Linked DNA regions of Mus musculus: all the other regions are linked to region 1. The links are chromatin contacts, called in public Micro-C and promoter capture Hi-C maps. All regions are on one chromosome and are shown on one strand. Each heading gives the region's core, a stretch centred on a gene start, on an enhancer-like site or on the middle of the called end of the contact. The rest is flanking DNA. Distances are from core to core; before and after follow the strand shown. Region 1 holds the start of Sp2 (Sp2 transcription factor). Region 2 holds the start of Nr1d1 (nuclear receptor subfamily 1, group D, member 1). Region 3 holds the start of Csf3 (colony stimulating factor 3 (granulocyte)). Region 4 holds the start of Fam117a (family with sequence similarity 117, member A). Region 5 holds the start of Spop (speckle-type BTB/POZ protein). Region 6 holds the start of Pgap3 (post-GPI attachment to proteins 3). Region 7 holds the start of Zfp652os (zinc finger protein 652, opposite strand).

Region 1 (3,076 bases), core at 213-2,712:
GCTGCTGGGATTGAAGGCCTGGGCCACTGCCACCCAGCTTGGCTCTATATTTTGTTATCACTTTATCTCAGCAACCTTTTCTTCGAAGTGACAGGAAGAAGGAGGAGGAAGATAGAAGAGGCGAAGAGAAAATGTAATGAGAGCTGGGGAACAGCTCGACGATACAGTTCATGCTTAGTGTTTATACAGTTCATGCTTAGTGTTGGGGACTTGATCCTCAGCAAATAAGACCCCAGCAGGGATGTATGTGTCTCATCTACCTGCGATCAATGTCTCTCAAATGTTGATTTGGGAAGCTTTGTTACATGTTCTTATAAGTTAATTTACTGGATGTAAAACATTTTTTTCTCACTGTGGGTTAAAACAACAAAACAAAACCAACCAGGAAGGGTGGTACTATGAGGTGGATGTGTGAGTGCTCTGGCTTCAACAAGAGTCTAAGGGTCCACTGCAGATGGGGTGTGGGGTTTCCTACCCACGCAGGTCTCAAGCCAGCGTGAATTCCCTCTGAGTGCTACGTACAGCTTGCCTAAGTTAGTCGTTCGCAGAGGGCCTGGAAGAGAAAGCTAAACCTACCTGTGGTGCCTGTCAAGCACGGCCCCTCATACAGGAGGAGATGAAGCAGAGACCAAGCAGGGTCGCTAGGATGCCAGCGTGCAATTCTGCCCACCTGAGGCGCAGGCTAAAATGCAGATTCTAGGCACACACACCCCGCCCCCCGGGAAATAGCAAATGTAACTAGGGACGACCCTAGGGATCTGCTTTTGATAAAGGCTCAAACACGCCTGTCTGAAGCTGAGAGGATCAGGGAAGCTCTGCGAAACATTGGTGAAGATTAACAGGGGCTTGAGATGACATAATGACAATTCCCTCTAGGAAGTGCCAGGTAACCCAACTCCTGCCAGGTCGTCGACTCTCGAGAGGCGATGGATGGCGGGCGAGGGCCTGAGGTGAAGGCGATGCGCTCACTGGGGGCCGGGCACCGCGTATCCGACAGCTACACTTGAGACTCACCATGCCAGACTGTATTGAGAGATGTATAAGCTCTTTACGGGGCATTTCACAGTAGCACTTCTGATTGGCTTTAGGGCAGATCTATCACTTATCTGCTGGGTTAGAGGTGGGTGGAAGGTCAATTACGACCAATACAAAAACACTTCTCGGCTAAGCCCCTCCTCACCCAGCTTCCTGTTGCTGTCCATCAACCTCCTAGCAGGCGGGACTTTGCCTCCCGCCAGTTGGCTAAAGGATACGTCGTTCATTCCCCCGTTGATTTCCGGTTGGCGACTCCTACCGTCTATCAATGACACTTCACAGTTCTATTGGCCAGACCAACGTCACTCTAGATGCTTCCCAATGATTGGTTGAAAATGCTGTCGGTCCCCAATGTACCAAGCGTTCATTGGTAAAAGCTGCCGTCGCTCGGGCGGTGGCGGGCTCCGGGATTGGCGGGTGCTAGGCGGGCGGTGTCAGGCTCTCGGTGGCGGCGGAGGCGGCGGAGGCCAGGGAGGAAGATGTCGTAATGAGCGGTGGGTCCTGGCGTCTGCCGGCGGCGTCTTCCCGGCCCTCAAGGGTCGGGAAGACGGACAGAGGCCTCGGGGAGGGGAGGCCGGAACCGGGGGTGCCCCCCTGGGACTGGGACTGGCGCCGGGGCCCGGCTACGGGAGGGGCGGGGGAGGAAGGATTCCCGCCCGGAGGAGGAGCGCGGCTGGCCGGCCGGGCGGAGGCACCCGGAAGGGGGCGTTAGACTCCCCGCCCCTCGGAGCCCCGGGCGGGAGGGCGGCGCTTCCGGGGCTGGCAGGCGGCGGGGGCAGCAGGGCGAGCCTGATAACCCCCTTCGCCCCCTCAGCTTGGGTCGCGCCGGGCCTTCAGCCTGCGCCCGAGTTTGCTCCACGCAGGCGGCCGACGCCCCCTCGGGCTCGTCCTGTGGGCAGCCCAGGCTTGGGACCCAGGTGGTGCCAGTCAGATGGGCCCTGCTGGTCTGAACTGCAGCCTGCTGGCCGGGCCACCGCAGTCCCAGAGGGTGGCAGGATTGGAGGGAACGCCCTAGGCAGATGACTGCTGAACGAAAAACCGACTTTTAATGTTTATACCTGGATCCTTGAGCCTGCGGCTAGTATCTGCAAGCTCTTGGAATTTTAGAAGTTTGGAGAACTTGTGGACAGAGCTCCCAGGCTATGGCCCGATGCCCCTTGCGGGGGGTGGGGGGGTTGGGCAAAAATGCACTGGAATTCCAAAAAAGCGTAGGCGCTATCGCTCGTAACAGATGACCTAAGAAATAAAATAGATGCTTTTCTTCATCCGCGTTGCTGGCTTAAGGGTGCTCAGAATCTTCCCTTCCTTCTTAGGTTTCTTTCCCAGTGCCTTATTCTAGTTTTAGTAGAAAAGGAACTGTCTTTTGCGCTGGGCGACTGAGAAACCTGTCCTCTCTACATTCCTTGGTTTTGATTCTAATAGCCTGTCATGTTTAATCGTTTCATAACTAACATGATCCAGGGGGACTCTGTTTGGTTTTTTCTCCTGAACTTTCCCCATTTTTAGGAGGTTACAGGATTATTACATATCAAAATAAAAGTTTGGGCCTGTAGAGGCCTGTCAACGAGGAGAGAGGCAGACCATAGCCAGTGGTCTGTGAGCCAGGAATTGGCCCAAGGGTCCCCTTTATACAGATTTCATTGTAGAAAGGCGATTAACTTTTCAGTGTGTACTGGCAGGAACAGGCTACAGCTGTTCCATGCTGTGCCCTAGAAGGCCCTTGGCATTACAGAGGACAAAACCCTGAGTTGAGACACCCCCCCCCCACCCCCCTGTGGTGATGAAGGTTGAATCCACAAATGTTGGACAAGCACCTCTACGGCTGAGCTGTCTTGGAGGGCTAGAAAGGTTAGGGTGAGCCAGCTCACAGTGAACTGGCACAGGGGATGACAAGAGCCCAGACCACACAGTAGCATTTTCCATTATTGACACAAAGAAGTCCATTGTCTGTAGCGATGAGTATAACTGCAGTGTCTTGTTTTCTTTTAAATTCTTAAGGACAATGAACAGCGCGGATCTCAGAACCTCCCAATAGGGCTTA
Region 2 (3,076 bases), core at 420-2,919, 1.8 Mb before region 1:
GCTGACTTCAAAACCAAGTTTTCCTGAAAAGCCTCTGGCCTTGTTTGTCTTAGCTCCTCCCAGTTCCTCCCATGGTGCTCTGCAGCAGCTTCCTAGCTCTGGACCTAAGGGCCAGGGCAGCGGGAGAAATGCTTGCTCCCCCTCTTTTCCAAGCCCGTTAGGCACGAGGGAACAGGGCTAAAGTCTAACCTTCAGATGATCAGTGGTTAACCCGGTCAAGATCATTGACCTTAACATTCAGCTTTCTTTCTCCTTGGTACCCCTAATTCCAGCTTTGAGGGTCTCATGTTGTTTAAGTCTCAAATCACTGAGCTCAAAGTGGTCCTCCTGGCTCAGTTTCCCCGTATGCTTTTCTCTGACTCCAAGGTAGCTTGCTTCCCAGGATTCCCAGAACTCTCTGGAGCTTCCTAAGTGCAAGTAGAGAAAGACTTAAGGTTAAAAAAAAAAAAAAAAAAGCACCCCCCCTCCATCCCCAAGTGTAGAGATTACAGAGGACTTGGAGATAGGAGCAGGGTGGCTGGGGCTTACTCGACTGCTTGAAGATACGTGTCCATCTCTCTTTACAACCCAAGCCCCAGAGAACAGACCCCTTCCCCCAGGCCTCTGTGTTTCTCACTCCTGAGATGACTGCTGCTCTGAGAGAGATGCTAAGTGCTTCATGTGCTCATTTATCCGCCATCTCAGGGACGGGACGGTCACAAGAAATAAGCAGTGAATGCCTGACCTTGAGCCAGTCCCTGAGATGGCGGTCCCTTTTCTTCTTCAGTAAGAGGAGGGAAGATCCTCACTCCCTCCTCGCTTAGTAGGAGCTTGCTTTGCAGCTCAAGTCAGCTTCAAATTCACGACAGTCCTCCTACCTCAGCCTCTCAAGGACGGTGATTGCAGGCACGAGCCACTACACCCTGCCAATTCGGGGAGTTGAGGGGTGGGAGTTAAATGATCCTCATGTTCTCCCTAAACTGTGGGCTTCTTCTGCTATCATGAAGCCCTGCAGAGAGCAGACCCCCCTCTCTCTATGAGGACCTCAGAGCACTTTCCCTTTGTTCTCCTTTTTATTTCCCAGACAAAGGGAAATGACTCACCCCAAAGTCACTTGAGTGGGCAGTGTGGTGTCATATAAGCAAACAGGGAGTCCCTAGGGATATCCCCGTGCTATGCCAGTCCTACCCGTGGGGGCTGGGGTTAGGGTGAAGAAGAGAAAGGGGTTTTATTTACACTGCTTGTCGCCCACCTTGTCACCATAGCAAAAGATGCTTAAGTTCTTGATTTAAGGGAAATCTCTCCTCCCAGCTTGTCTTTCTCCCCCTAGTCACCACTAACCTCAGGGTGAGGTCAGTTCTCCAATCACGTGAAGCTCTCACGTTTGCTAGGTTTGCAGAAAGGGCCTTTTAGCTTTGATCTTCCACGGAGCAGTAAAGCTTGCCAGGCCCTCCCCAGGAATTCACATGCCCTTGCCATACAAGGCTTTCCAAACACGCCACCCTGACTCTTCAGAAAACCCCACCCCAGTCCACTTTCAGCTCCTCCCCGCTGCCAGCAAGCACTTTTGCAAAGCAGAAAAGGAATAGGCACACTCCACCTACATTGTCAGTAGACTACAAATCCCAACAATCCTGGCGGTGCGCAGGCGCACAGATCTCAACGTGCCGGCTGCTGGAAAAGTGTGTCACTGGGGCACGAGGCGCTCCCTGGAATCACATGGTACCTGCTCCAGTGCCGCGTGCGGCCCGGGAACCCTGGGCTGCTGGCGCCTGCGCAGAGCCCTCTGTCCCAGGGAAAGGCTCGGGCAAAAGGCGGTTGAGATTGGCAGAGTGAAATATTACTGCTGAGGAAACGTAGCAGGGCACACGTCTCTCTTTGCGTCCTGGTGCCTCATTTCTCCATCACCTACTTACTTCCTGGTTGCAGCTTCTCTTCCTTTGGGACTTTTGCACCCGGAGCTCCAGATTCATTACCCTGCTTCACTGCGGAGCCTTCAGGAGTGGCATCCGGTGCACTGCAGAGACCCGACTCTCCTTGCTACCTTATAGCCAGAACTGCTGCAGGCTGATTCTTCACACACACACTCTCTGCTCTTCCCATGCAAATCAGATCTCAGGTGCCTCAGCGTCCTACCCTTCTGGAGGGCTGCAGTATAGCCACCCCAAGACCTTACTGCTCAGTGCCTGGAATCCTGATTGCGAACTGCGGGGCTCACTCGTCTCCCTCAGCCATTGCCCAGGGGGCGAGAGAGGCCATCACAACCTCCAGTTTGTGTCAAGGTCCAGTTTGAATGACCGCTTTCAGCTGGTGAAGACATGACGACCCTGGACTCCAATAACAACACAGGTACTGAGATTCTTATCTTTGCTCTGTCACTGTCTCCATTTCCATCCAAGGCTTATGAGAGGAACTTTGTAAGGGATTGGGGATTCCCTCTGGCTGGTGTTTGTTACTGTGCTAAGATGAAAGCCACTAGGTAAGATTTCTAAAGAGGGTTATTACGGCTGGGAATGTGCCTAAAACGCATCACTAGCACCCCCTGAGTTCCCCTCAGTCCGAGAACGGATGAAATGGAGGGTGGATACCAGTGGCGAGTGGAAGAGTTTAGGGAGACTCAGCATTTTGAAGCAGTCTCTGGACACGTCCCCATTTGCCCACTCCTTGCAGCTATAGTATGCCTGTCTCTTTTCCCTTTTCTACAGTTCTAGCCTACTTCCAGGTAGTCTTGGGAAGTGGGGCGATCCGGGCTGGTGGGTTTGCGTGACTGGGTCAGAGTTCACAGGGGAATCCTCAGCGGCAGTGGGGAGCTTCATTTGAGGAGTCGGGTGCTTGGGACTCATCTCCAGGCAGGGCACCCACAGCGACTTAGCCTGGGGAGGGCTCACATGGCTGCAGAGCCGGGCCCACGTGCTGCATTTGTTTTCATTCAGTAGAAGCCGTGGCCGCCATCTCATTGGTCATTGCCTCCCGGCCTCGTTACATAATGAGCTCCGCCCCTCAAGTTGCCGGAGCAACGCTTGTCGCCTTCTCTCCTCCCCTCAGTTGTCCCGGCCCAGCTTGGTTTTAGGGCCAGCCTACGACCCAGGACGCCCGG
Region 3 (3,076 bases), core at 371-2,870, 1.7 Mb before region 1:
GCCGTCTCCAGGAAGCCCTGCAGGTACGAAATGGCCAGGACACCTCCTGCCCGGCGCTGGAAGGCAGAAGTGAAGGCTGGCATGGCGCTCTGTGTGGGCTGCACAGTAGGGGCCACCCCTAGGTTTTCCATCTGTGGGGAGGAGATGAAGTCAGGGATCAGTCCTTCCTTGAGGTGAGGAAGTGCTGGGAAGTTGGTTAAGTTGGCCTGTGGGGCTCATTAAACGTTAACGGTAGGACCAAGACTCCAACCCAGTCTGTCTCTGGACAGAGTCTGTCTGTCTCTCAGCCTGGAGGAAGCGGGGTAGGGGGCGAGGGGTGTCTTCCCAAAAAACAGGCCTCTGAAAATATAGAGAGCTTCCAGGGTGCCCAGGTGTGCTGCCATGACCCCCTCCAGATGGTACTCACCTGCTGCCAGATGGTGGTGGCAAAGTTGGCAACATCCAGCTGAAGCAAGTCCAAGGTGGGGGCCAGGGCAGGGGAAATACCCGATAGAGCCTGCAGGAGACCTTGGTAGAGGCAGAGCCCACTGTGGAGCTGGCTTAGGCACTGTGTCTGGGGAAGATAGCAGGGTTAGGCAGTACATCTTGGGATGCTTGCTCTCTTCAGGAGCCCAAATAGTAGGATGTAGTCCTTCCTTCTCCCCCTCCTCCTCCTTCTTCCCCTCCTTCTCCTCCCCCTCCTCCCCCTCTTCTTCCTCCTCCCCCTCCTCCTCCCCCTTCTCCCCCTCCTCTCCCTCTTTCTCCTCCTCCCCCTCCTCCCCCTTCTCCTCCTGGTCCTCCTTTTTCCGAAAATACTCACCTGCTGCAGGGCCTGGCTAGAGCAGCCACTCAGGGAAGCCTTCGGGATCCCCAGAGAGTGGCCCAGCAACACCAGCTCCTCGGGGTGACACAGCTTGTAGGTGGCACACTGTAGATGGAAGGATACTGAGGGTGCTCACCTGGGCCAGGCTCTTTGTCCAGCTCAGGTCCTCCTGGCTTCTCAGCTCCCTACCTTCCTAGTGACCCTAAGGACTGTCCCATCCAGAGGTCCCACTGCTGTCTCTACTCATTCTCTTTCCTGTGCCCTTCTCCCCCCATGTTCCCTTCCTCAATGTTTCTGTCAGTATTCTGAGGGTGCCATCTAGGCTCTTGTGCACACTGGGCAAACACTGTCAACTGCTGTGTGTTCCTAGTCTGCCCTCTTCTCATTTGTGCTCCTGCCTCCCCCGCTACCCCCCCCAAGTCCTTCCCTCCACACCTATGGCAACCCCACTCACCAACTGCTCCAGCAGCACCGAGCCGCTGGCCTGGATCTTCCTCACTTGCTCCAGGGACTTAAGCAGGAAGCTTCGGGGCAGAGGCAGGGATGGTGGCAGAGCGCTGACAGTGACCAGGGGAACGGCCTCTCGTCCTGACCATAGTGCACTTTGCCACAGCAGCAGCTGCAGGGCTAGGAGCAAACAGACGGGTCTGAGGCACTTGTTATCCGGCCTCTCTCCATTCCACACCCAGGGCAGGTAACCAGGGCACTCACCCATTAGCTTCATGCGCCTCTGGGCAGAAAGTTGAGCCATGGATTCTGGGTGATCTGGGCTGCAGCTCTGGGCTCTGCCAGGGCCCAGCTCCAGGGGGCCTTTATACATAAAGCCATCAAGGCCCCGGGAGGAAATTACCTGGGGCTGGGGCAACTCAGGCTTAGTAATAACTTCCCAGGATTTATGCAAATTTGATGATAGCTCAGGACAATGCAGGGGGTTGGGGAAAAGCTGTTTGCGAAAGTTTTTGTGAAATCGGGGAATCTCTGTTCCTTCCTTGACGTCTTGTCCCCCCCTCAAACTCTCTTCCTCTCTTCCAGCCACACCCAGGCCTGAATCGCTGCAGGGTGTTGGATCTGGATCCGAGTTGTCCAACAAGGCTGGTGAAACCCTGGAGGGGATAGCAAGGAACTCAGACCCTGGGGAAGAATGGGTGCTCAGATCAAGACTGCTTCTGTCTCTCCATCCTCTGGCAGACGTGCTTGGGGAGCCCCCTCTGCCCTTCATTTGTGATTCTCAAGTCACCTATACCTGGGACAAACATCCCGAGAGAAGAAAGAACCTGTCCTCTTTTCAGACCCATAAGCTTCCTGGTGGCTGCCTCCTGCTTTTCTGGGAGCCCTCCACAGCACCCTAGGTAGGGTCTTGCTGTCTACGCCTGCCCCACATTTGGATAAAAATAAATTGGTCCAGCATTCAGGCCGTTCTGTCCCAGGCTGATTAGCTGGGAACTCCCCAATACCCCCCATTATGACTCATTTCTTTAAGCCCCTGGATCCTGGCAGAGAGGCCAGAGGAAACCGGATGTCTGTCTTGAATGAATCAAGACCCTCTGGGGCTCCTGGCTCACCTGACCTTGCCTTTCTGCTTCCCTTGGCACATTACCTCGATGTCGTGGAGTCTGGGGCATCTGGAGGGCGTCGGAGGCTGGGTCATGGAGTGTCCCGACGATCTCTGCTCATTATGTAGCAGTGGTGTGAGCTGGCTTGAGTCGATGCATGCTGAGGTGAGAAAGGAGGAGCTGCATCTCCCATCCTAGAACTCTGCCCAGTGTTAGCTCTGAAAGAGACCTTGGTGATTTCACCTCTGTGAACTGGGCCAGAAAGGGAAATGCCTTGCCCAATCATGGGTAGTAGGGATGGAGGGACATCCCAGTCGCTCTCAGTCCCAACAGGGTATTACTACCTAAAAAGGAGGACGGCATTCCTTGTCTGACTGATGGCATCTCGATCTGGTACTTTCTGAACTATTTCACCCCCACCAAGGTGGGGCCAAGGAATATAGACATTTTTTGATGTTGAGGCATACCTGATGGGGTGGGGCCAACTCTGGGGCTAGGGTGCCCTCTGGTGGCCACAGATGTCATGGACATTAACTACATAGCCTCTGCTTGAGAGGACAGGCCAAGGGATTCCCATTCTGTTTGTTTATTTGTTTGTTTTTGTTTTTCAAGACAGGTTTTCTCTGTCTCGATAGCCCTGGCTATCCTGGAACTCACTCAGTAGATCAGGCTGGCCTCGAACTCAGAAATCTGCCTGCCTCTGCCTCCTGAGTGCTGGGAT
Region 4 (3,076 bases), core at 335-2,834, 1.6 Mb after region 1:
ACATACTTTGACTACTTGGTCACCATCTTGCTACCAGATTTGATCAAGTTCTGCGTTCCAGAATGTGATACTAGCACATACAGTGAGGTCCAAATAGACTTGGCTTTCTACCTCAAAGACCCGATGAATCCCATTCCTATCTAGCAAGACTCCTGTAACAGAATACCTTCAGGAAGAGGATATGCAATGTCCAAGCTTAGTCATCTGCAGAAAGCACAAGAGACTGGTGTAGGGACTGTCACAGTAGGATGGCAGGGACCATAGCTTCTGTACATTTGGTACAAACTTAGACTTAGGAAGTGTGCAATGATCCTTTCACATCTGGTGTGAATCAAACGCAAACTTCACTTTTAACTTACTGCCAACCTCCTCATGCAAGTAGGTTCCCTTTCCGTTCCAAAGGGCCTGCAATTGTGGGTCCCATCACAGCCTTAAGTGTGAAAGCAAGGTTAAATTTGCTCCACCCTAGTTTCCCCACACCCACCACATCAAGCTGCTATTAAGAAACTGCTTCGGCGCTGTTCAGAAAGTGGGGTATTTAACACAGCATACTTGATTGTAAGCACTCCACTGCCACGTTGGCTGGGAATGCTCAGGGCAAAACACCTTCGGAGGAGGCAAGAAGTAGGATGCAAACTGCCCAACTCCTGTACATAAGCACACACGCACAGAATAACTGGAAAGAGACAGCCATGTTAAGCAAGTCAGAGATATGGGAACATTCAACTTCGGGGCTACCCCGAGAGGAATGTAGAAAATCGGTAACAGAGGTATGTTTGCACCGAAGTAAAAGCCGTTAAACTAACTTATTCCAACGGGCTGAGTTCAAATCATCTCCTGGAAGAAGCATAATGTGAAAGCGCACGTGAAGTGGTGAAGAAAGGAACTCGAGAGCCATAGAGAGAGACGCTGGGGCCAAACTCAAGCAGGAGAAGTAACACATGGCTCCACCCGGCTCTCTTCCATGCCCCTCCCCCTCACTGAGCAGGCGTCCAGCGCCCACCGGTTCTGGCTCCCAGTGAAGCCCTCGACTCCGGACGCCCACAACACTCCTTGCACGCACTCTAGCACTTCTCACACCGCCCGGGCGGACACTTCGGACCACTTTTCGGTTACGCCCCCCCAAAGCTAGCTTCCATCTGCCAGGTCCCTCCCCTCTGGTCCCCGGCCCATGCACCCGGCACCCCGTCCCGGAGTTGCACCGCAGGTTCGCAGCTGCTCGCCTTCGCTCCCTCCGCCCTCGCGAACTCTGAGCGCCCCTTTTTCTCTTCTCTCACCTCCCATCTACTTCTAGTACTCTCCAGCCCGTCGCCCCAGCACCCGCTCCGGACCCGGCTCACCTGCGCGGCCACCCCCGTCCCGGCGCTGGTGAGGCTGCTGCAGCTGGAAGGGGACCGTAGCCCTGAGTGGCTGCAGACCGACCCGGGGGGAGCCAGCGGGCGCCGGTGGAGAGCAGCCCCGCCGGAGACCCCCCGCCCCTCCGCGCCCCGGCCCCCAGGAACCTCCGCCTCGGCCGCCCGCTGCGGCCCCGGACATGGCCCACCCGGCTACCTGCCGCCTCACCCCCACGGCGAGCCCCACACTGCCCCCAACCCCCGCGGCCGCTACTTATCTGCCCTACGGGCGCGGACCGGCCCCCTCGGCCCAGAGTTCTAATTGGCCTACAGAGTCCCAGGACCTCCCCCTCAACCAATCCATGGCGGGGCTCTTCTGTTTCCGAGGATGATTGGTCCATGTGCTCAGCCATCAAGTCAAGACCCCCACCCTCCTGATTTTCTTCTTTTCTTTTTTTTTTTTTTTTTTAATGTCCTTAAGGCTGCCGATTGGACCTTCCAGTAGAGGGCTGGTTCTTCAGCACTGCCAATGAGAAGGTTCAAAGGGGAGGATCGTCACACCCAGTCCCAGGTAGTATGCAAATATATGCCATGTGATGTCAGGCTGTGCAGGGGGCGGGGCTGGATGTGGACTGGAATCAAACACTACTGAAATCTTTAAAGGTGGTAGTGTCAAACTCTAAGCAGTTTCAATGGGACTGAGAATGCCTAACTTCAAAAGCCATTACATTTAGTTTAACTAAAAAACATTAGTTTTCAATTCTCATGAGATTTCACTGCAGCTGACAAACTCCAAACTGAGATTCGATAAATTTATAGAAGGTTTGCCTATCATTTGCATGAGCTTTGCATTAAATTCGTACATTTAATGGCTACCTCGCCTCACATGACACTCATTTGTCTTCTACGTTTCCAAGTCCCTTCCTGAAGCTGGTCCAATCTCAATAAAAACAGCTGTTAGTCTGTAAATTAACTTGAGCCTTTAAAAGGGAGCTGGGAATTTCCCTTCAGAACCATCCATTGTAAGTGTACCTAGCAAAACAAAGTAAATGATAAATCTGATCAAGTTTGATAGTGACTCCACTAGGAAATCTTTGTCTTTCCAGCTCAGTTGCTCTCTGACCTACAAGTCAAAGACCAGATGGTCCCCAAAGAGAATACTGGCAAGCTGTGAAAATTATATGCTATGTATATGTGAACACATTTTCGGAAAAAAGAAAAAGCAGTATTTAAGATACTATTAAAACAATGCATCTCAAAAAAAAAAAATCCATTACTCTTGCTACTTTGTTCTATATATGGAAAAGAAACAGAGCCAATTAACGCTGGACTGTCTGTGAGAAGGGACCATCCAAGTAATTGGATAATTCCCTCTAGATTTATATTTAGTTATGAATTCTAATTTTGACCTTGCTACCGATTTGTCTTTCTATTTCAGTCTCTACCGAGTTTAGTATTTTTTTTAAAGGTATTCCCTTGAAGCCACACTTACTAATCAGAGGAAAGGGAGTAAACTGGGTGTGCGTGCTGCGAGAGTACCTTGGGATCCAATACTGAAAGCAGATAACGCTCAGAGTGGGAATGCAACAGTTGGCTGAATATTAAAATCAGACCAGAACACAGAACATGGAGGCAAAGGAACATACTGTGAAAAGATTTTTCTCTGCAAAGACACTACTTTCATGTTTGAACGATTTGCTTCAAGCTCTGACATATAGATTGTTTGTGATGGAAGAAAATAG
Region 5 (3,076 bases), core at 414-2,913, 1.6 Mb after region 1:
GGAATTCCATGCCAGTCATGGCTACATAACAACTTGACTATATCAAAAACAAATAAAACATCTTTTTCCCTACATGGTAGAGCTAAGACAAAGTTTCTAAGAGGGATGGCACAGCACCAAACTAAAGAACCAACTGCAGTCTGTCAGCTAAAACTCTGGGACCTAAGTCACTGGAATATTTTTGTAAAGTTCCTCATTTTAATTTTTTGGAACTTGCCAATATGAAAGAATTAGTGCTCAAATTATTTGAAACTAATACTTCTGGACAAGTTGTTCAATTGTTTCTGATTACCCCTGTTTCCATATTGTCACAGAATGTACAACTAAACTGTACAACTAAATGTATAACTAAACTGAAACGCTATGGAAGAACTTACACACACACACACAATGAACCAAAAAGGTCCCACTAAGTAAAAGGGCTGAAATGAAGCTACTGATTGACAGCTTGATTTCTGTTTTGTTGTTACCTCAAGTCTGTGTGTGGCACTTATCCCTTCCTTAGCTACTCTGTAAAGGCAACTCAGAATTTTACTAAAGAGAAATTCCCACCTTAGTTTCTTTTTTAATGGACCTTTTAACAAATCCTTTTTAACAAGACTATCAAAATCCCCTGCCAGAATAACGAGTTGGACTTACTCCTAAACTTAGGGGAAGTTTGTAGTAAGGTTTCAGCATGACGACGGGAGTGGTGGAAAGGGAAGTAATACTAGAAGTAGAAGTAGCAGTTAAGTTTCAAAAAGAAGGGTCAGCGTGGGACACGTTGGCTCTAGGAGGCGTTGGTAGCCTGGGAGTCTCTAGGGCAACACCAGATGCAAATAGTGCTTTGTCCTTAAATCCCTCGCATAATTTAAATTCTCCCTCTCGGATCGGAGCGACAAGCTCACTATTGGGTGGCAAGTCTAGCGAAGAAGGCGGGCTCGTGGTCAAGGGGCTCTTTATCCCGCAGGTCCCTGCAAAACAGCAATGCGCATGCGTCCTGAAGCAGCGACCAGGCACCCGGAGCTCCTTCACATTCGAGCATGCGCAGTTCCCCATCTCGCCGCAGGCGACAGCTCACTATTTGGCAAGGGGGATGGGGTTGGGGATATGATGGTGAGGGAGGCAGGAGGCAGGGGGCGCGTTTGTGTTTCCAGAATGCTTGAGGTAGGAAGAACGGACGGCTGACTAGGCTCTGGCTTCCTCGGGCCAGGAAACCAACATAGGAAATGGGGCAGAGAATAGTACATTAGGAAAAGTGTGTGTTGTGGGGGAGGGTTTAGTCACTTCTCAAGGAAAAACCCCGCACCCCAACAGGCCAACCCCTTCTTCGACTCTTGACACACACATACACACACTCACCTGAGAACGGCGGCGACAGCTGCTGGTCCCTGTCCCCCTGCGCTCGCCTCATACTGCCCGCAACATCCGGGACCTGCGGGACCGCCGATACACAAATACACTCTTGGAGCGCGCACACACATACAAACACATACACACACATACACACACACACATACACACATACACACACACACACCACACACACACACACACCACACACACACACACCACACACACACACACACACACACATACACACACACACACACACACATACACACCGACACACACCGGCCTGGGCGTCCTGTCGTCAGCACGTCGACGCAGCGAGCGCGTACCCGCCGGGCCCCACCCCGCGCGGCCTCCTCCCCCCAGCTTCCCGCCCCGCCCCACCCCGCCTCGCCCCGCCCCGTCCTGCCCCGCCCCACCCCGTCCCGCTCAAGACTCTCCAGCTCCTCCTCTTTTAAGACTCCGCCTACCTTCCCTAGTGCGCAAGCGTCGCGAGGTGGTGCCAGGGCCCGGGAATTTGGGCGGAAGGCGGAGCCAGAGTGGAAAGAGGCGGGAACTCGGAGGGGGTCGCGTGCAGCGCGCAGAAGTTCGCGCTGAGGTGCGAGGCCAGAATGGAGGAAGGAAGCTGAGATCCAGGGACCGGGTGGGTGGAGCAGCAACAGGCATTTCGCAACTGAAACCTAGTTGTGCAGTTTGTGGATTACCGATGACTTAGCTCTTACTTTCTTTTTTAGGCAACTCTCAGCTAAAATACTTTTTAAAGAACTTTTAACATGTGTTTTAGTTTGTTTTATTTTTTGAAATAGGGTCTTGCTCTATAGGATTGGTTGACCTAGCACTCTCTTTGTTGACAGGCTGGCCTTAAATTCATAGAGATCCATGTCCAATAAGCCTAGCCTGCAAATGCTAACATTTATAAGGTACTTTGCTAGAGTACTGTGAGGCACACCTTTAACCCCAGAACTCGGGAGGCAGAGGCAGGAGAAGCTCTGTGAATTTAAGGCCAGCTTGGTCTACTTACTGAGTTCACAGTCAGCTAGAATTACAAGGTGATACCGCGTCTTGAAAACTAAATAAATTAGCATTTGACAACAATAACCAAAGAGCTGTTCTTTCTGGGAAAGGCAGAAGGGGTGTGTGTGTGTGTGTGTGTGTGTGTGAGAGAGAGAGAGAGAGAGAGAGAGAGAGAGAGAGAGAGAGAGAGAGACCCAATGGAGAGGAAGCTGATTCTGTGACAATTCCTTGGCTAAGCCATCCGGGTCCCCAGTCTGTCTCATGTCTTAGCTCCCATGGACCAAAAGTGATTCTGGAGTTGGGTAGAATTGTCTCAGAGCATCTTGGCCCTGGAAGAAAACAGTCATCTTTGTGTTACATTCTTCGATTACCTTAAACTTAAAAGAAAATATTTTATTACTGAATCAAGCTCTCAAAAGCAAAAGCAGACTGCCTCTTGCATACACATATCAAGCACACACCTAGCTCTGAGAGATCAACCCAGTGACCCTGTGGGTCATGAGGTAACAGGGTTGCAGCCTAATTGAGAGCTGCTTCCTGGCACCCTACTGCTTTCCAGGCCTTGGGACAGTCTCCAGGAGACTCTGCTCCTATCTCTTGCCACATGCTCCTTGGCACCCAGTGGCTGGTGAGCCTGTTCAGCAGGGAAGGCTGGCAGCCCAGGAACCAAGCCACTGGGTTTGGAAAGAACCCCGACAGTGCCGGGAGGCTTTCCACTTTCAAGTATAGA
Region 6 (3,076 bases), core at 363-2,862, 1.4 Mb before region 1:
GGGGTGACTGAAGCAAGTGTCTCGATCAAGGTATATGTGTCTACATGCAATGCCTGAAAAGACAGGAAAAAGTTCTTCCATCCCCTGGAGCTGGATTTGCAAATGACCCTGAGCTGCCTCTGTGGATGCTAGGAACTGAGCTCTAGTCCTCTGCAGGAACAACATTCATTCTTCACTGATAAGCCACCTCCCCAGCCCCTGAGAGTGCAGTGTGTGTGAGTGTGTGTGTGTGTGTGTGTGTGTGTGTGTGTGTGTGCTGCAGCACACTTGATGTCAGAGGACAACTCTGTGGAGAGGATTCTCTTTTCCCACCTTTATTGAGTTCTGGGAATCGAGTTCAGTGAAGAGCCTTCACTCACAGGTGGCTAGCCCACCCAGACAGTTTTAAGTTGTTCATTTACTTAAAGAAGGAAAGAAAGAGAGAGAGAGAGAGAGAGAGAGAGAGAGAGAGAGAGGGAGGGAGGGAGGGAGGGAGGAAGGAAGGAAGGAAGGAAGGAAGGAAGGAAGGAAGGAAGGAAGGAAGAAGGATCTCAAAGTGTCTCCCATGGAAAGCAAAGTTCTACTTTAGTGCCAGAGGTGAGCAGGACAAGAAAGGACTCCATCCCATCGGGGAAAGACAAGCCACTACATAGTATCCATCCAGTGCTAACAATCATCCTTAAAACACAGCCTTTAATTGGTAACAGGAAAACAAGCAGGAGCAAGAGGGCCAAAGCACACAAGGACAAGAGACTCTGGAGACATGGACCTTTAAAGTGCATCTGGAGCAACAGAGTGAAGACCAGCAGGCCAGGCCAGGCTGAGTTGAGGAGTTAGTAAGGAATTGTAAGAAAGAGATTGGTCAACCTTGAATTTTAGAAAGTGGAGCCGTGGTTAGTTTTGGGTTTTGTTGTTGTTCGTTTTTGTGTTTGTGTCTGCTTGACACTGGCTAGGGTCATCTGGGAAAAGGGTACCTCAATTAAGAAAATAAATGCTTCCTTCAGACTGGCCTGTCAGCAAGTCTACAGAGGACACTCTCTTGATTAATAATTGACATGGGAGGGTCCATACCACTGTGGGAGGTGCCAACCCTGGGCAAGTGGTCCTGGGTGTTGTTAAGTGACTAAGCCAGTAGGCAGCACTCCTTCGAGGCCTCTGTTTCCGCTCTTACCTCCAGGTTCCTGCCCTGGCTTCCCTCCATGATGGCTTGTGATGGGGTGACATAAAGCAAACCCCAAGTTGGTCTTTATCACAGTAACACAAAGCTAAATAGGAGAGAAATGCCTACTGGAGGGGACCAAAGTAGAGACAAAGACACCTGTTAAGAAGTTCTTCAGCTCTTTTAATGGCAGCGTCTTTAATCAAGATGCTGACATAAGAAATGGGGATAAGTGGGGTACCCAGAACATTTGGAAACTGGAATCTAAGAGAGTGGGTGACAGAAAGGCGTCTGCTTGAAACAAAGACCGTGTAAAATAGAAGGGAGAAAGTACACTTAATTTGCTCCTGGGCGCAAATCGCCCCTTCTCCTTAGGTGCTGTATATGAAAAGAGGAGACAGCAGTATAGAGGTGGGGTACCCGCCCACTGAAATCCGGGAACTTTTATTTAAAGTGGGCGGGCGTCAGCGGAGGATGCAACGATGAACACAGGTACTTCCGGTTGTTACGGAAGTGGGACTTCGTCTTCTCCCAAGCTCCTCCCTCAGCGGCCGGGCACAGTGACAGAATGGCCAAGCGGACGGCGCCGCTGCTGCTGCTAACCTTGGCAGTGGGACTCGCGGGGGGTTCCCAGGGCGACCGCGAGCCCGTGTACCGCGACTGCGTGCTCCGATGCGAGGAACGGAACTGTTCGGGAGACGCACTGAAGCACTTCCGCTCCCGCCAGCCAATCTACATGAGCCTAGCTGGTAAGCCCCGCCCACCCGTGAAAGCCCCGCCTGTTCGTCTTGGCTCCGCCTACTGTGCCCTGCTGTTCTGCAACTTAGAACCTCAGTTTCCCTCAGCGTTCTCTCAAGAGTGTTAATGTCAGGAGCCTCCTGAGTGTGTGTGGAGGGGTGGGAAGGTGGGGGGGGGGCTATTGCATCAGCCTACCCCACCTTTCCAGAGGTTTCATGTTATTTATTCAAACCACTACTTTTTAAATACAAAGAAGACCTGAAGTAACCCAGGAAGCAGACCAGGAGCCTGCCCTTCTGGGCTTATAATCCCCAGGCAGGTGAACATTAGCCTTCTCCAAGACAGAATAGTTTGAGACCTAATGGGCCCATAGGTTAAGCACTATACGCATTTGGAAGTGAAAGGGACGGAGTCAGCTTCAGTGGGTGGAGGCAGGGTGTTCAACCACAGAACAATTTAAACAGGATGGAATTGATGTCAACCAACATATTGAGCACCCACGTTGGACGGGTGTCACAGCAGGTCAGCTGGCTTTCACCACAACCCCGTCAGATACTTTCCCTAATCCGCTTTAAAGATGAGAACACTCAGAGAGACTAAGTACCTTGCCCAAGGTCACACCGTCTGTAAAGTGGCAGAGCAGAATTCCCAGATCTGACCTGTTTGACCAACAGCTCCTCCACATTATTATCCGGTTTCCATTCCAGACAGAGGCAACAGAGAGCTTGGAGGTCCTAGGAGGATTTGGGTACATGAAGCATCTTGGTTTACCCAGAGATCAGGGAGCAGGAAGATTAGGGGCAATAAGGAAACAAAGGTACCGGGGAACCTGAGGAGTCTGATGAAAGGTCTGAGCTCGATTTTCACAGGACATAGGAGGGCACCAAAGATCCCTCCCTGGGTTCAGGATGGACAAGTATGAACCTAGGTCTCCAAGAGGGGCCTGCCAGATCCTAAGAGCTTAGATCAAGGGAGAAGAAACTATTCTCTTTGCTCCCACTGATATAATATATTCTCCCCCCCCCCCCGCTGTGTGTGTGTGTGTGTGTGTGTGTGTGTGTGTGTGTGTGCGTGCGTGCTCGAGCGCACACCCACCCTCTCTTCTCTGTCCAACTGGGAAGTAAGATTCTGAGATTTCCGCTGATTCTGTCCAGCCTTCAGGTCCTCTTGGTCTCCATTCGTGCCTGGAGGCTTATGCCT
Region 7 (3,076 bases), core at 214-2,713, 1.3 Mb after region 1:
CATGAAGGTGCTTAAACATGGGTAAGATCCAGGAGGGGAACCAAAGACTGATTGACATCCTGTAGCTTGGTTGTGAAAAAAACATCTTCCTCCAAAGGCACATTCCTTTGATTGGCACAAGCCACTTCTGACAATGGATCCGCAATGACAGGGGCCGTTCCGCAATCAGGAAGTGTGCGAGTGTGCGTGTGCATATATGTGTGTGTGTGTGTGTGTGTGTGTGTGTGTGTGCTCGCGCGTGTTCCTGATGTTGTTGTTGGGGGAGGGATGAGCTAGATGTAATCAAAGACCGGCCCGCTTCAAAGAGGAGCATACAGGATCTTAAATCCTAAAGACTGACTTCGAGGCAAAGCAGAGACATCTATCATTTCTACAATAGTCATCCCTCGACAACGAACATGTTTCATAGAGATGTAACAGGGGTATCCCTCTCTTTGGTGTCTCCGACCTGGGACTCTTTAGTAAAGCCTGATTGGAGGGGTGGACGAAGTGAGGGTGGAGAAAGGTCTGCATCGCCCACTGGGCTGAGTGTGGTGCTGCGGGTGGCGAGTGTACATCACATGCGTGTTATCTCCTGGTGCCACAATACTCTCGAGGGCTGGAGGTTTGGGCGCAACCGCACGGCGGGGGAGGTAGTGGGTGCAAGCCACCAGCTGCAGGGCAAGAGAATGCTCTCCTCAGCCTACTAACCCGTGCACCCCGGCCACCCCGTCAGGCCTCGAGGCGAACCCACTCGCTGCAAAACTGCAGCTAAGCTGGGGAGAGGGGGCGGGGGTACGGAGCCGGCACCCCGGGCCAAGCTGAGAGCGGCAGACGCGCAGCGCCCGGGGCCTGCCCGCCGGATGGGGGCTGCTCCGGCCTAGCGCACGCAGCTGCCTCGGCGCAGGCTCCTCCGGCTCCGCCAGCCCGGCCGGGCGCAGAGGAAACGCGGCTGCCAGGGCGCCGCCGCGGCGGGAGGCGAGAGCGCGGGGAAGGGGCTCCTACTCACCCGGGCCGCCGCCGCCGCCGCCACCGCCACCACCGCCGCTTCGGCGGCCCATCCCCGCGGCGGGGGCCTGTCGCCGCGCCGCGCCGCGTCGCTCCAGTCCCCACCGCCCGCCGTGCCGGCCCCTCCCCCTGCCCAACGTCTGCGCTCTGGGCCGATCCTCAGACCCGGCCTCGGCCGCCGCCGCCGCCGCCGCCGCAGCGCTACGTGGCCGCCGCTCCGACGTCTCGCGACTCCCTTCCGAGCGCGCGAGGCCGAGCGGGGCCGCGGAGCGGGCGGCGCGCGGGGCGGGCGGCGGGGGAGGGGGTGTGCTGTAGGGATGTCGTGCGCGAAGGGGGCAGGGAGGCCGGCGGGAGCGCGCGCGCGCGCACGCCCCTGCACGCGCCCCCCCCTCCCCCCCGCGCGGTCGGGATCCCGACACCTCCCCCCCCTACACACCCCATCCCCGGCTATGGGGGTCGGCGCGCATGCGCGGCCCTCGGCTCGGCCTGGGCGCACCTTTTCTCCCTCCTGCCACAATGTGAGCGCTCAGCCGAGCAGATAACCGCCGGCTGCCTGCTCCACCCCCGGCCCTTGCCCACTCCGCCCACTCCCGAGCGCCCAGGTAAAGTCGTGGGCTGCGCATGCGCGACGCTTAAGGGGGTGGGGGCGTGGTTTTCAAAAGGAAGCCTGAAGGCAGAAGACGAAGTATCTGTGGGCAGGGGGTTTGAGATCCTAAGAAATAAGAAAACGTAAAAGTGCAAAGGGGGGAGAAAGTGGAAAAGTGGGTCAGAGTGAGATTTGGAAGTAGATATCTTTGACTTATGGAATACGGTTCAAAAAGAAAAAAACCCTAATTGCTGGCCACCTTGTTAGTAGAGAGCAGTCAGTGAGTGACAGAAATAGAAGGGGCGACACTTGTAAGAAGTAGCCATCCACCAGACAAATGGGATAGTTGATTACAACTAGGGGGATTTAGAGACCGCCAGTATGGTAAGCAAACAGGATGGACTGCTGGGCTCATCCTGTGGCCAGAAATAGGGAAGTGTGTGCGTGCGTGCGTGTGTCTGTGTGGTCTGTGTGTGTGCGCGCGTGCGCTAGAGTCCCAGAACTGTTGCAAGAAAGGAAGGCTCCATTGGAAGAAGCATGACCACATTATGACTAATTAGCTATTAATCATTAATATAATTAATGGTACTATTAGCTAACAAGGTAGCATTTATCCAAGCTCAGAGCCAAAAGAGAGTGTCTGTAATTGAAAGTGCTTAGTGTACAGGGAGAGGAAATGACTTGGCAAGTGAAGTCTCCATGAAAAAGACCCAAGATGACATCCCTAAGATCAGGATAACCCTTCCCCACCAGAAACCAAACTTCTGAAGGTCTCTACAGCTTGAATGGAGCTCCTAACATTGTTGGTTTTTATTGTTGGGCTCTACTACATTTTTTCTTTCTTTCTTTCTTTCTTTCTTTCTTTCTTTTACATTGTGTGTATGAATGTTTTACCTGGATGTGTGCATGTGCACCTGTGACATTTGATGGATTCCCCTGGAACTGGGGTTATGAGTGGCTTGTAGGACGGGGGGGGGGGGGGCGGCTAGGAATTGAACCCAGGTCCGCTGTAAGAGTAAGAAGAGCTTTTAACTTCTGAGCCATCTCTCCAGCCCTCTTCTTCTAACATTAAGAACATAGGATATTAATGTTCTTCCACAAAAGCTGACCCCCACATCATAGAAACAATTTCCATATAGATGCAGCTAACTTTTTCTCCCAGAACAGCCGGCCATAACCCACTCACCCAAACCTTCGAGGGAATAAAATGACCTGAGTCTGGGACAAAGTTAGGAGCTTGAAGCTTTATAAAGAGCTGACTCTGTCTTTGGCCCCTTCCAAAAACAGGTGTTTGGGTTTTATTGTACTTAGACTCCAGAAGCCAGGAACCAGAGTTGTGGAACTTAGGGCCATGTTTTTCAATAGCGAGCACTTTCAGTAAAGACTAAAATCTATATCACATTGCAACAGGTAGAGAGATCTTCAAGCAGAAGAAGAGAAAATAAGCATGTATAATAATCAAATTCAATGTGAGAATGAGCTTGGGTCTGATGGACTCAGAAT

Evidence for each region. Promoter capture Hi-C pulls out the DNA fragments that hold promoters and counts their contacts. Hi-C and Micro-C count contacts between places; a contact is called where the count stands out from the background.
Region 2: a contact with region 1 is called in a Micro-C map of embryonic stem cells, with 6 times the contacts expected there. The contact joins the promoter of Nr1d1 here to the promoter of Sp2 in region 1. A contact is called at or near these places in 1 of 484 Hi-C or Micro-C datasets (embryonic stem cells) and 1 of 115 datasets of contacts at active chromatin or transcription factors (embryonic stem cells).
Region 3: a contact with region 1 is called in a promoter capture Hi-C map of liver, with 4 times the contacts expected there. The contact joins the promoter of Csf3 here to the promoter of Sp2 in region 1. A contact is called at or near these places in 2 of 39 promoter capture datasets (liver and pre-B cells).
Region 4: a promoter capture Hi-C map of liver shows a contact between it and region 1, with 4 times the contacts expected there. The contact joins the promoter of Fam117a here to the promoter of Sp2 in region 1. A contact is called at or near these places in 4 of 39 promoter capture datasets (hippocampal neurons, liver and pre-B cells), 1 of 115 datasets of contacts at active chromatin or transcription factors (astrocytes) and 1 of 9 other capture datasets (liver).
Region 5: a promoter capture Hi-C map of liver shows a contact between it and region 1, with 3 times the contacts expected there. The contact joins the promoter of Spop here to the promoter of Sp2 in region 1. A contact is called at or near these places in 3 of 39 promoter capture datasets (hippocampal neurons, liver and pre-B cells) and 1 of 115 datasets of contacts at active chromatin or transcription factors (astrocytes).
Region 6: a contact with region 1 is called in a promoter capture Hi-C map of liver, with 3 times the contacts expected there. The contact joins the promoter of Pgap3 here to the promoter of Sp2 in region 1. A contact is called at or near these places in 2 of 39 promoter capture datasets (liver and pre-B cells).
Region 7: a contact with region 1 is called in a promoter capture Hi-C map of pre-B cells, with 5 times the contacts expected there. The contact joins the promoter of Zfp652os here to the promoter of Sp2 in region 1. A contact is called at or near these places in 3 of 39 promoter capture datasets (hippocampal neurons, liver and pre-B cells) and 2 of 115 datasets of contacts at active chromatin or transcription factors (extraembryonic endoderm stem cells and stem cell-derived neural progenitor cells).

The regions. Positions count from the first base shown.
Region 1 is chr11:96,976,074-96,979,149 of GRCm38.p6, reverse strand. Sp2 (Sp2 transcription factor) reads left to right here and starts at 1,462. Exons shown (of 7, transcript NM_001080964.2): 1 at 1,462-1,529. The coding sequence starts at 1,523.
Region 2 is chr11:98,773,970-98,777,045 of GRCm38.p6, reverse strand. It overlaps Nr1d1 (nuclear receptor subfamily 1, group D, member 1), which reads left to right and starts at 1,669. Exons shown (of 8, transcript NM_145434.4): 1 at 1,669-2,328. The coding sequence starts at 2,298. Gm31862 (a long non-coding RNA gene) reads right to left here and starts at 1,635. Exons shown (of 4, transcript XR_880204.3): 1 at 1,232-1,635; 2 at 1-407.
Region 3 is chr11:98,699,857-98,702,932 of GRCm38.p6, reverse strand. It overlaps Csf3 (colony stimulating factor 3 (granulocyte)), which reads right to left and starts at 1,620. Exons shown (of 5, transcript NM_009971.1): 1 at 1,514-1,620; 2 at 1,257-1,429; 3 at 800-907; 4 at 407-553; 5 at 1-131. The coding sequence starts at 1,553. It overlaps Gm38985 (a long non-coding RNA gene), which reads left to right and starts at 1,423. Exons shown (of 3, transcript XR_001780319.2): 1 at 1,423-1,496; 2 at 1,835-2,520.
Region 4 is chr11:95,335,526-95,338,601 of GRCm38.p6, reverse strand. Fam117a (family with sequence similarity 117, member A) reads right to left here and starts at 1,584. Exons shown (of 8, transcript NM_172543.4): 1 at 1,341-1,584. The coding sequence starts at 1,536.
Region 5 is chr11:95,412,670-95,415,745 of GRCm38.p6, reverse strand. It overlaps Spop (speckle-type BTB/POZ protein), which reads right to left and starts at 1,663. Exons shown (of 10, transcript NM_001359107.1): 1 at 1,342-1,663.
Region 6 is chr11:98,399,026-98,402,101 of GRCm38.p6, reverse strand. It overlaps Pgap3 (post-GPI attachment to proteins 3), which reads left to right and starts at 1,612. Exons shown (of 8, transcript NM_001033537.2): 1 at 1,612-1,887. The coding sequence starts at 1,707.
Region 7 is chr11:95,711,141-95,714,216 of GRCm38.p6, reverse strand. It overlaps Zfp652os (zinc finger protein 652, opposite strand), which reads left to right and starts at 1,463. Exons shown (of 2, transcript NR_045780.1): 1 at 1,463-1,589.